2 separate regions of the Sus scrofa genome follow, and region 1 is linked to region 2. Evidence: chromatin contacts called from public Hi-C data. All regions are on one chromosome and are shown on one strand. Each heading gives the region's core, a stretch centred on a gene start, on an enhancer-like site or on the middle of the called end of the contact. The rest is flanking DNA. Distances are from core to core; before and after follow the strand shown. Region 1 overlaps LOC100737821. Region 2 overlaps LOC100737821.

What was found. A called contact is a pair of places that touch in the nucleus more often than the background predicts.
Region 1: a contact with region 2 is called in a Hi-C map of embryonic fibroblasts, with 2.2 times the contacts expected there. The contact joins two enhancer-like sites. A contact is called at or near these places in 16 of 47 Hi-C or Micro-C datasets (embryonic fibroblasts, epiblast stem cells, fetal heart ventricle and 8 more) and 1 of 2 datasets of contacts at active chromatin or transcription factors (skeletal muscle).

What each region holds. Positions count from the first base shown.
Region 1 is chr2:28,763,693-28,769,211 of Sscrofa11.1, forward strand. All of the region lies in intron 3 of LOC100737821, which reads left to right. Among named protein-coding and RNA genes, the nearest start is that of RCN1, 52 kb to the left of the region's middle. Within about 2 kb of position 3,924, at least 7 of the 83 cell types and tissues checked have an H3K27ac peak or open chromatin away from gene starts, as enhancers often do. A contact at or near this core is called in embryonic fibroblasts, where this site is marked.
Region 2 is chr2:28,536,021-28,541,677 of Sscrofa11.1, forward strand. The region is part of intron 1 of LOC100737821; the gene reads left to right. Among named protein-coding and RNA genes, the nearest start is that of WT1, 130 kb to the left of the region's middle. Within about 2 kb of position 3,746, at least 9 of the 83 cell types and tissues checked have an H3K27ac peak or open chromatin away from gene starts, as enhancers often do. A contact at or near this core is called in embryonic fibroblasts, where this site is marked.

The DNA of each region.
Region 1 (5,519 bases), core at 2,674-5,173, 230 kb after region 2:
GCTTGGGTGTGTTTGTTCTCATGAAGAATGAGATAGTGAAACTGGATCCAATGGATCATGGTTCTATTAAGGACTCCAGATTAAAAATGCTGTCTTATCAGGGATTTGTGATTTTTTTGTGGGGGAGGGGAGAGGGAGGTGAAGAGAAGAGAATAGAAAAGCAAAGGAGAAGAGGGTCCCTCTTCATCCAAAATGGAGCCCAGAAATATTGATCTCCATGAGATGGCCACTTTAGAATGGCCCTTGGCATTTATCTTTCATTCATTCATTTGATGTGAATTTATTGTCCATTATGTGCCAGTCACTGCTCTAGTCAACCCAGGGGATGCAGTGGTGAATAAAACACACGAGACCCCTGTTCTCACAATTTGCATTTTTTTTTTTTTTTTTTTTTTTTTTTTTTCCTTTTAGGGCCACACCTGAGGCATATGGAAGGTCAGGCTAAGGGTCTAATCGGAGCTGCAGCTGCCAGCCTATGCCACAACCATAGCAACATGGGTACGAGCAGTGTCTACAACTTTCACCACAGCTCACAGCAATGCCAAAGCCTTAACCCACTGAGTAAGGCCAGGGATCGAACCCTCATCCTCAAGGATACTAGTTGGGTTTGTTACCACCAAGCCACAACAGGAACTCCACAATTTGCATTCTTTAGGGGTTAGAGAGCTTGAGAGAGGGCTCTGAGTCTAGCCCAGCCCCCAGCTCTCAGATCCTGAGCCAAATAAATGATTATCATTGTTTTAAGGCACTGTTTGGTGTGTGCGGGGGTTCTGTTATGTGATCTAGAAGGCTTCATGGAGGAGGTGACATTTGAGCTGAAGACAGTGTCATGGAGGAGCTAGAGGAGGAAGAAGAACATTCCAGACAAAGGGAACAGTGCAAATATTCTAAGGCAGAGATGGATTCAATAAACTTAAGGTAGGAAAGAAGACCAATGAAGCTAAAGCCTAACATGGCAAGAGAGATGTGAGCGCTAGCATGTAGTAGGTGCTTTAAAAACATCAGCCATTATTAGTGTTATTGATTGCCTCCTGTTGCCTGGTTCTCTCCCTGGAATTGATTTAAGGTTTTTGACCTTAAAAGATCTTTGGTTTGGTGGATGGGGCAGACTCACCCAAATAATATAGAATGATGCAGAGTGTGGCCACGGTCACCTTCCAGATTCAATATGGCGACACTGGTATAACCAGAGCCCATTTCCTATCCTGTCTCAGGGGCATGATTGGTGGTAAAGAAATTTTCCCAAGTTTTATCTCAAACCACTGAGATTCAGGGTGAGGGGAAGGTGGATGTTTAGGTTCTGCAATTTTCCTCAAAAAGAAGAGGATTTAACACCTTATTCAAAAATCCCAATTCCCTTAAAGAGCTCGCATATAAAACATTCAAAGCAATATATTGTGGATATGTGTTTTAAGGACTACAAACATGCATGTGAATGTCTTTGAAGTGTCAAATCACTTTCAAAAGTCCTTTTGCAGTCTCTGCCTTCTTTAACCTGATAGTCTAACTTGTGGCTAATATGTAGTATACCACACGCAAATATTAAATGACATCATCAGAAGGTTCAGAGAAGCAGTCTGAATCTGCATCTTATGGTGGGTACAAATGCCCTCTAACTTGCAGACAACAGATTCTCTGATCTAAGAGCATGACCAGTGAACAACACAGAGAAGACCTGCCCAAGGACAACCAGGCAGAGGTTGCTTTCAAGGAACTGGACACAGAAGAGATGGAAGATAACAAGTCATTTAATATTTTATGTGAGCACCCAGAGAAGGTTCACATAAAAGCAAAGAGCTAGAGCCATGTTATACCCTTCCAACAAATATAAGAGTACGTGGCATGTCTCTAAAACCTCTGATCCCTTTGCACGTGCAAACAGCTGACTCCTCGTGCCATCCCTGTACATCAGGCTCTTTGGATGCAAGTGACACAAACTCGATTTAAATTGGCTTAAGTAAAAAAAAGTGGATTTCATTAGTTCACGGACTCAAGTTGTGGAAAAAGTAGGATGGATCTGGGCTCGGGGAAGTCAGGATCCAGGACCTCCACTACCAGGGGGAATCCTTGCTTTTCTGCTTCTTCCCAAACATTATCTTTACTCTCTAGACCAGATTCTCCAAATGACAGGAGACATGACCTCAGTCTACTCCAGGCTTACATCCTGGCAGCTTACTACCAAATATGACAAGGAACTCTTTCTGGAGTTCCCTGATGGCTCAGCAGATTAAGGATCTGGCATTGTCAGTGCTGTGGCTTGGGTTGGAGCTATGGTACAGGTTCAACCCCTTGCCCAGGAACTTCCACATGTTGCAGGCACAGCCCACTACTCCCCACCAAAGAAAGAAAGAAAGAATCTCTTTCTTCCCAGCTTATATTTGGAAAAATACCCAGGAATTCACTCTGATTGACCTTGAGTCACTTGGCCCCCTCCTTTGGTGTGTCACTCTGACCAAACAGTGAAGGGCTGTGCATGGCCTGAAAGAAGCAAGATCTATTACTACAGTTTAACCCAATGCCATTATTTTAGATTCAAGATATTCACACGTAAGAATTCGGAGATTTGTGGGGAGGTTCTGAGGAGAGGTCAGAGATGTTGAGCAGATAAAAATCTTAGCAATCTTAGCATCACCTTCCCAAAGAGAAAGCATTAGGCATTGTCTGAGATCAGCGCTTATAGATGGGTAGCTCCCTGGTACCCCTCTCTGCCGCCTTAGACAGAAGACAGGGCTTACCTGCTGGTGAAACAGGAAAGGCGCGGTTTCTAGAGTTCAGCTCATCCAGGGTATGGATTTCCCCTTGTAAAGCACTTATACTTCAAGAACACAGATTTCATAGAATCACTGTCTTCTCAGATGGAAGAGACAGTTTAACCCAATGCCATTATTTTAGATTCAAGACATTCACACATAAGAATTCGGAGATTTGTGGGGAGGTTCTGAGGAGAGAGGCAGGGAGCAGCTGTCATGCTGAGTTGGTTCTGCTGAGAAAGAAGAGTGGCGAGAATCACCAGGACCTTGGCTGGAGGTCACGCTAGGGCTGTTCTTCACCCCCACCCCCTCACTCCCACCCCCTTAGCAGTCCTTGCAGTGTACTTTTTCAAGATCTTTTTTCAGAATAGCATTTGTGTCTAGATACATCCAATGTTAACAGTGACCAGAAACAGCCTAATTATAGTATCTGCGGTGTTTTCAGCTCACTGCCATCCCTGCCCCCCAGCAGTAGCACCCCAGCCCAACACAGGCATATCCACACCCACACATGGTTGGGCACCCACCAGCCTCCCCTTTTTGCTATGTTAGTGCAGATAAGGGAAAGTGGTAGGAAAAATGTAGACACCAGCAAAGCAGCAATATTTTTATTGGAAGGACAGAGAACTACAGAAGAGAACAGATAAGGAAGAGTGAGTAGAAAAGATAATGTGAAGGGGAAGACAAAGCCTCTTTGAGCTGTGAGTTTTAGGTAGCATCTTTAGGGATGCTTAGAGTGAGGGAAGGGAAGGTCTTTGAGGGTTCTGCTGTTTAGGTAGGAGGTAGAAAGGAAGAGGGAGAGAGTAACAGAAAAATAATTCAAGACATTTTGTTGTGTATTTTTAGTGTAATCCTACTCAATCCTAGGTTTATACTCAGGAGAATTGAAAACATATGTTCATCTAAAATCTTGCACATGACTCTTCAACTTATAGTAGCCAAAAAGTGGGGGAAAAAAACCCAAATGTCCACCAACTGATGAAGGGATAATAAAATGTAGTCTGTGAATACAGTGGAATATTATTCAACCTCTCTGAGGTCAACTTCCTTAGCTCTCAAATAAAAGAAAGATCATAATTTTTGATCTACTATTCTATGTATATGTACCATTGCTTTTCCTATCCAGAGGCCTAGCTAGCCAGTGATTCATAGTTTGTTTCATGGGAGAAATATTCAGACAAGCAGACTACCTCTTCCAGAAATTTGGACTAACAGAGGCAGTTGTTGGCAGTTGATAGTGTGCAGCAGAGCTGAAGAGTCATGATGGCTGCCATACTGACCACGTATGAAATAAGGAATGAGGAGAACTGGTTGAGAGAGAAAAGTATGGGCAGAAATCCATAGAGAAAGAGAGAGAAAAACAGAGACCCTGTGGCTTCCAGAGGCAAAGCAGCCTTGTGTCTCAGCGTTCCCTTCTAATTTATTTGAAGCTGTCTTATATTTTGATTTGTGTCTTGGATTCCTTGAGGTTCCTAAATGTCTATGCTGAGCTTCACCACTTTTACTCACGTTGATCAAGTTTGAGTGTGGTTTTTTCTTTTTTCTTTTCTTTTCTTTTTTTTTTCTTTTTTGGCTTTTGAGTGCTGCACTAAGGCACATGGAGGTTCCCAGCAAGAGGTCCAGTTGGAGCTGTAGCCACTGGCAACGCCAGATCCTTAACCCACTGAGCAAGGCCAGGGATCAAATCTGCATCCTCATGGATACGTTTCCACCTGAATGTGTTTTCTGTTTCTTCTAAAAACAAAACAAAACAAAACAAAACAAAAACAAAAAACCAGTATGTGGTGTGGTGTAGCCTTGTTTAAAGTACCTTTCTTGCTACCTGCTACGTTATTGAATTAGATTAAGGATCAAATAACTTTCCTGATTGAATGTAGGCAGGAGCCATGCCTTTTAAATATAGGTGTTACTAAAAATATGTTGGGAGATGCTGGCCGTTGATGGTATGCAACAGAGCTGAAATTGTTAAAGCGTATGAAAATACTTTGAACACTGCAAAGCTCGACGCTGATGGAGAACATAAGGGATTATTAATAATCTGATTAAGCTTTTATGAAATCCCCATCAGTCAGCTTGGGGTATCTGCCACCATGAATAAAGCCAAAAGTAATGGCTAAACTATATAGAAATGGGACAAAATTCTATATCTTTGTCTGAGAAATTTTAACTTTAACCCTTTTCTAAAGTGAAAGTAAAATTTAAGGGAGCTCTCCGCCAATGAGCAAGACATTTGGGCCCCTTCCGGCAGGAAGTACATTTGTTTTGTAAACTTTCCAGCAAGGAGCTGTCAGAGTCAAGGGAAAAACCAGATTTGCCGTCTCAGCTAAATTCCTGGCGCTTCTGCTGGGGATGAACTACAAGAGGAAGTGCAGGGTTGAGTTTAACAGCTTCACAAATCTCCATTTAGGGCACTTGGGCATTAAGACAATGCCTACATCCCCTGCTACCGAAGAAGTGCTTTGGGGATGCTCAGTTGCCCAGCTTACCTGGGTTGGCCGGCTTCGCCCGTCTCTCCTCTTTATCGGAGTAACCCCAGGCTACATAATAAGACATGGAGCAAAAGAGAAGATACAACCACTAAAGACAGACGTAGGGTGAAGGAAGATAAGGACTGCTCTCTTCATCTCGGGGCTACCTACCATATCCAAACTTCGGGTTCTCATTCTGCGGCAGAAGCAGTCCTAGCTGTAGGGACCTTACAAAGAGCATGTACACATTCAGATCAGTGCCTGGTAGCTGACTGAGCCCAAGTGCAGATCTTTGGTCCCC
Region 2 (5,657 bases), core at 2,496-4,995:
CTCTTATTATGAGTAACTCACTCTTCTAAGTACCTTACATATATTGACCAATCCTTTTAATTACACAAGGAGAAAGGCATGTTGTTATCCCTATTTTATTTTATTTTATTTTATTTTACTTATTTTATTTTATTTTATTTTGTCTTTTTAGGGCCACATTTGCAGCATATGGAGGCTCCCAGGCTAGGGGTCCAATTGGAGCTGTAGCTGCCAGCCTTGGCCAGAAGCACAGCAACACTGGATCCAAGCCATGTCTGCGACCTACACTGCAGCTCACAGCAACACCAGATCCTTAACCCACTGAGTGAGGCCAGGATTTGAACCTGAAACCTCATTGTTCTAGTCGGATTCATTTCTGCTGCGCCATGAAGGGAACTCCGTTATCTCTGTTTTAAAGATGAGCAAACTCTGAGACCAGAGTGATTGAGTTCTTGCCACAAATTACACAGTGATTTTTCTTTCTTTCTTTATTTATTTAAATTTTTTTTCCACTGTACAGCATGGAGACCAAGTTATACATACACGCATACATAATTTTTTCTCCCGTTGTTGTGTTGCGATGTAAGTATCTAGACATAGTTCTCTATGCTATGTAGCAGGATCTCATTGTTAATCCATTCCAAGAGCAATAGTTTGCATCTGTTAACCACAAGCTCCCGATCCCTCCCACCCCCTCCCTCTCCCCCCAGGCAGCCACAAGTCTATTCTCCAAGTCCATGGTTTTCTTTTCTGTGGAAAGGTTCATTTGTGCTGTATATTAGATTCCAGTTATAAGTGATATCATATGGTATTTGTCTTTCTCTTTCTGACTTACCTCACTCAGGATGAGAGTCTCTAGTTCCATCCATGTTGCTGCAAATGGCATTATGTCATTCTTTTTTATGGCTGAGTAGTATTCCATTGTGTACGTATACCACATCTTCCTAATCCAATCATCTGTCAATGGACATTTGGGTTGTTTCCATGTCTTGGCTATTGTGAATAGTGCTGCAATGAACATGCAGGTACATGTGTCTTTTTAAAGGAAAGTTTTGTCTGGATATATGCCCAGGAGTGGTTTTGCTGGGTCATATGGTAGTTCTATGTATAGATTTCTAAGGTATCTCCATACTGTTCTCCATAGTTGCCGTACCAGCTTACATTCCCACCAAGAGTGCAGGAGGGTTCCTTTTTCTCCACACCCCCTCCAGCACTTGTTATATGTGGACTTATTAGTGATGACCATTCTTATTGGTGTGAGGTGGTATCTCATGGTAGTTTTGATTTGCATTTCTCTAATAATCAGGGATGTTGAGCATTTTTTCATGTGCTTGTTGGCCATCTGTATCTCTTCCTTGGAGAACTGTCTATCCAGGTCTTTTGCCCATTTTTCCATTGGGTTGGCTTTTTTGCTGTTCAGTTGTATAAATTGCTTGTATATTCTAGAGATTAAGCCCTTGTCAGTTGCCTCATTTGACATTATTTTCTGCCATTCTGTAAGTTGTCTTTTTGTTTTCTTTTTGGTTTCCTTTGCTGTGCAAAAGCTTGTCAGTTTGATGAGGTCCCATGGGTTTATTTTTGCTCTTATTTCTGTTGCTTTGGGAGACTGACCTGAGAAAATATTCATGAGGTTGATGTCAGAGAGTGTTTTGCCTATGTTTTCTTCTAGGAGTTTGATGGTGTCCTGTCGTGTATTTAAGTCTTTCAGCCATTTTGAGTTTATTTTTGTGCATGGTGTGAGGGTGTGTTCTAGTTTCATTGATTTGCATGCAGCTGTCCAGTTTTCCCAGCAATTCTTGCTGAATAGACTTTCTTTTTCCCATTTTATGCTCTTGCCTCCTTTGTCAAAAATTAGTTGACCATAGGTGTCAGGATTTATTTCTGGGTTCTCTGTTCTGTTCCTTTGGTCTGTATGTTTGTTTTGGTACCAGTACCACACTGTTTTGATGATGGTGGCTTTGTAATACTGCTTGAAGTTTGGAAGAGTTATACCTCCTGCTTAGTTTTTGTTTCTCAGGATTGCTTTGGCGATTCTGGGTCTTTTGTGGTTCCATATAAATTTTTGGATTGTTTGTTCTAGTTCTGTGAAAAATGTCATGGGTAATTTGATAGGGATTGCATTGAATCTGTAGATTGCTTTGGGTAGTATGACCATTTTTACAATATTAATTTTTCCAATCAAGGAACATGGAATATCTTTCCATTTCTTTATGTCTTCTTTAATTTCCTTGATTAGTGTTTTATAGTTCTCAGCATGTAAGTCCTTTACCTCCTTGGTCAGTGTATTCCCAGGTATTTGATTTTTTGGGGTGCAATTTTAAAAGATATTGTATTTTTGTATTCCTTTTCTAATATTTCATTGTTAGTATACACAAATGCCATGATTAAGAGAGAGAACTGGGATTAGAATTCAAGGAGTTAGTTCCAGGGCTTAGGTAACCACTAAAAAGAACCTCTTCTCAGTGCCATGGTTCCTGCTCTGCAAAGCTCACTGGAAGAGAGATACACGTAAATAGGCTCCATTTTGCAGTGAGACAAAGTTAGGGCAGCTCATATTACTATAGGGGGTTGGGGAGGGCTTCCTGGAAGAAGTGGCCTTTGAACTGAGTGAAGGAGAGTGAAATATTAGTGCTGGAAGCTGATGAAGGCAGAGGTGGGAGAGAGTGTGTATGTGTGTGTGTATGTGTGTATACTCTCCTGGGGAAGGGCATTCCAGGCAGAGGGAACAGCATGTGTAGGCCTGGACAGAGCAGAGCATTTTCTGGGCATTCTGAGCAACCCAGTATTTTGGAAGGTGGAATTTAGGGACGGGTGGTTAGAAAAGAAGCCAGGAACAGTGCCTGACATTTGGCTGCCATTATTATTTGATATATGAATGAACAAAAGCTTTTAGTGTTACAAATGCAATCATAAGACAAGCTCTTAGTTAACTGGAATGCTTAAGGCATTGTCCTTTGTAATTAGGAGGACTGGTTTCGAGCTTTGCTCCTGAATATGTGAGGAAATGTGTGATTCTAACTTCTTGTTATCAATTAACACAGTTTAGCAAGCCCAGTTGAGGCTTTCAGGTATCCTAGGTAAGCCTTCAAATGTTATAGGTCAGTACCTATTACTAGGTCATTACCTCCTATAGGTCATTACTGGAGCTGTTAGTGCTGCCGGTTGAGAAATTTAAATAAATTTATTCCCTCCAGGACACATGCGGTATAATGTGGTTATTTACACTTAGGATTGATTTGTTTTCAGTTAAGATGGAACTATTATGAATTAATTTTTTTTATTGATTCAAACTCATTCATTAGCATCAGGAACAGACAGGACTTTTGGCTCCTTATGCGGAGTCAGCAGTCGCTAGAATGTGGTTTTGTTAGACAGAGGTTAAGGAAGAGAGAAATATGAGCCTGGCAAATGAAGTAGTTAGCAGTGCCTTAATTCTTACCATGGTGGTTTTTTGGCCTTGTCTGGTTGGGATATTGTAGTCATGATGCTAAGAATAAGGTCACCACATGGATCTGCTTTAACCCATGTTCAGGGCTAAGTCCACAAATGCTGCTCCTCCCCGGGGAGCATGGGGATGATTCATAGCTAACTCCTCAAAGCAGTTCAAAGCGGGAGGTCTAACATACTCCAATGGCAGTGGCTCTGTAGCTTCCTCTTTGCACATCAAATATTTATTGGGAACACTAATAGGTATAGCAAGGGGTCTGGTGAGCAGAATTTCCTGAGCCCCAGAGAGAACTGGTGTGCCCTTGTGTGCCGGTGCTGTCCCTTTCCATTGGACAACCTCTAGCCTTTGTGGCCACAGCAGGGGGTGGTTAAGTCAAGAAGGGAAGGACTAGGGATTCCCTTCTGGCTTCAGGGAGAGTTTTCTTTATTCCAAGCCAGGACTCATTTTAGTCCTGGGGATGGGGTTGAGGGTATTCAGGGGCGATAACAAGTCCCATCTGGCTGCTTAACCAGTGGAAAGTTGCTAGTGGGGAGAGAGATGTGTTTTTGCCATCTTGAATTCAGACTCATGGGATGTTTTTCCTACAGGATCCATGCTGTAAATGATATTTAGGTTTTTGAGGTAGCCCACGAAACTGTATTTGCCTCAAATGTTAACATGGATCTGAAGATGAAATGTGTTTTGGGTTATATTATGGTTCTATAAAAGGCAATATTTTTCAACCTTTTTCCCCCTGCAGTGGAACTGTTCCTTCAGATGAATGTACATGGAAGTGCAGTATTTATAACAGATAAATGCAGAACTACTCTGGTTGAAGAAGAAGTCAGCCTCATGGTTGCTAAGTCTTGATCCCATTCTTTCCTGTGATGGGGCGTTGTCCGCCTTTACCTCTGCTTTGTGAGGAGGATGGGTGGATACACATCTTAAGGTCAGAAGGGATAATGGAAGGGAATAAACTTAGCAACAGGGAAAAAAAAAAGGGGGGGGAAACCAGTGGTTCTAAAAACTAGTCTGTGGATCACTGTGGTCTGGGCATAGAAGAATCACTTGGGAAATGTAAAACAGATGAATTAAAAAAACAAAAACGAATACAAAACGATCTGGGGCCATTCCTCAAAATTCCAATTCACTTGCCCTTAAGTAGGTCATAGAATCTGTACATTAAAAACCTGTTCTGGGAGTTCCTGTCATGGCTCAGTAGTTAATGAGCCTGACGAGCATCCATGAGGACGCAGGTTTGATTCCTGGCCTCACTCAGTGAGTTAAGGATCGGGCATTGCCGTGAGCTGTGGTGTAAGTTGCAGACCCGGCTGGGATCCTGTGTTGCTGTGGCTGTGGCTGTTGCCGGCAGCTACAGCTGATTTGACCCCTAGCCTGGGAACTTCCTTCCGTATGCCTCGGATGCAGCCGTAAAAAGCAAACAAACAAAAAAACCTGCTCTGGAGAACCGGGGTATTTGGAAACCTGGATACTATTCTGCCTTCAGCTCCTGGCTGCCTCCTATGGCAGAAGGTGTCTCTCTCAACGCAGGGAAGGAGGCAGATCTGGATATGACGAGAGGATCCCAAGGAGGGACAGGAGTTTCTTCTCTGCTTTAGGTTTGCGCCCTACATTCTGGCTTCTTGTTTGAAAATCTGTCCCATTGCCACTGATTACCATGAGAAGTCTTCACAACCTTCTCCACACAGGGCTGTGGCCTCACCCTCTGGCTTTAATGGAAAAAAACACAACAGAATAAAATGCGTTTAACCAAAGTGAAACCACTGATGGCAGCTGAGGGATTGTTTTCTTATTACTCATCTGGGGACTGTTTCCCTGATGTCTAAGTTTTTTTGCTTTTTGTTTTTTTTTTTCTTTAGAAATGTGCTCTAAGTCTAAGGATCCATTTAAAGGAAGAATCACAGCCACTAAACTTCCTGGAAAGAACCATTAAGACGTTGTGTGGCTCTGTGTTTTGTTAATGTTGACAAGATGATCCTCCTGATCCTGGGTTGTTCCAGAGTCAGGCAAAAGGAAGCCCAAAAGGTGGCTCTGAGGAGAATGTGAGGAATTATTGAGTCCAGCAGCTCCTCCTATTGGGCCCTTGATGCCTGCAGAGCCCTGGGACTTCCTGGAGTAATTATAGGACATGGAAAGACCAGCAGTTTTCTGCGCTGCCTAAGCTAAGAAAGCTTTGTGTGGAAGCATAGTTTTTAAAGTTTCATTTTAACAAAGTAACAGGCTCATCCTC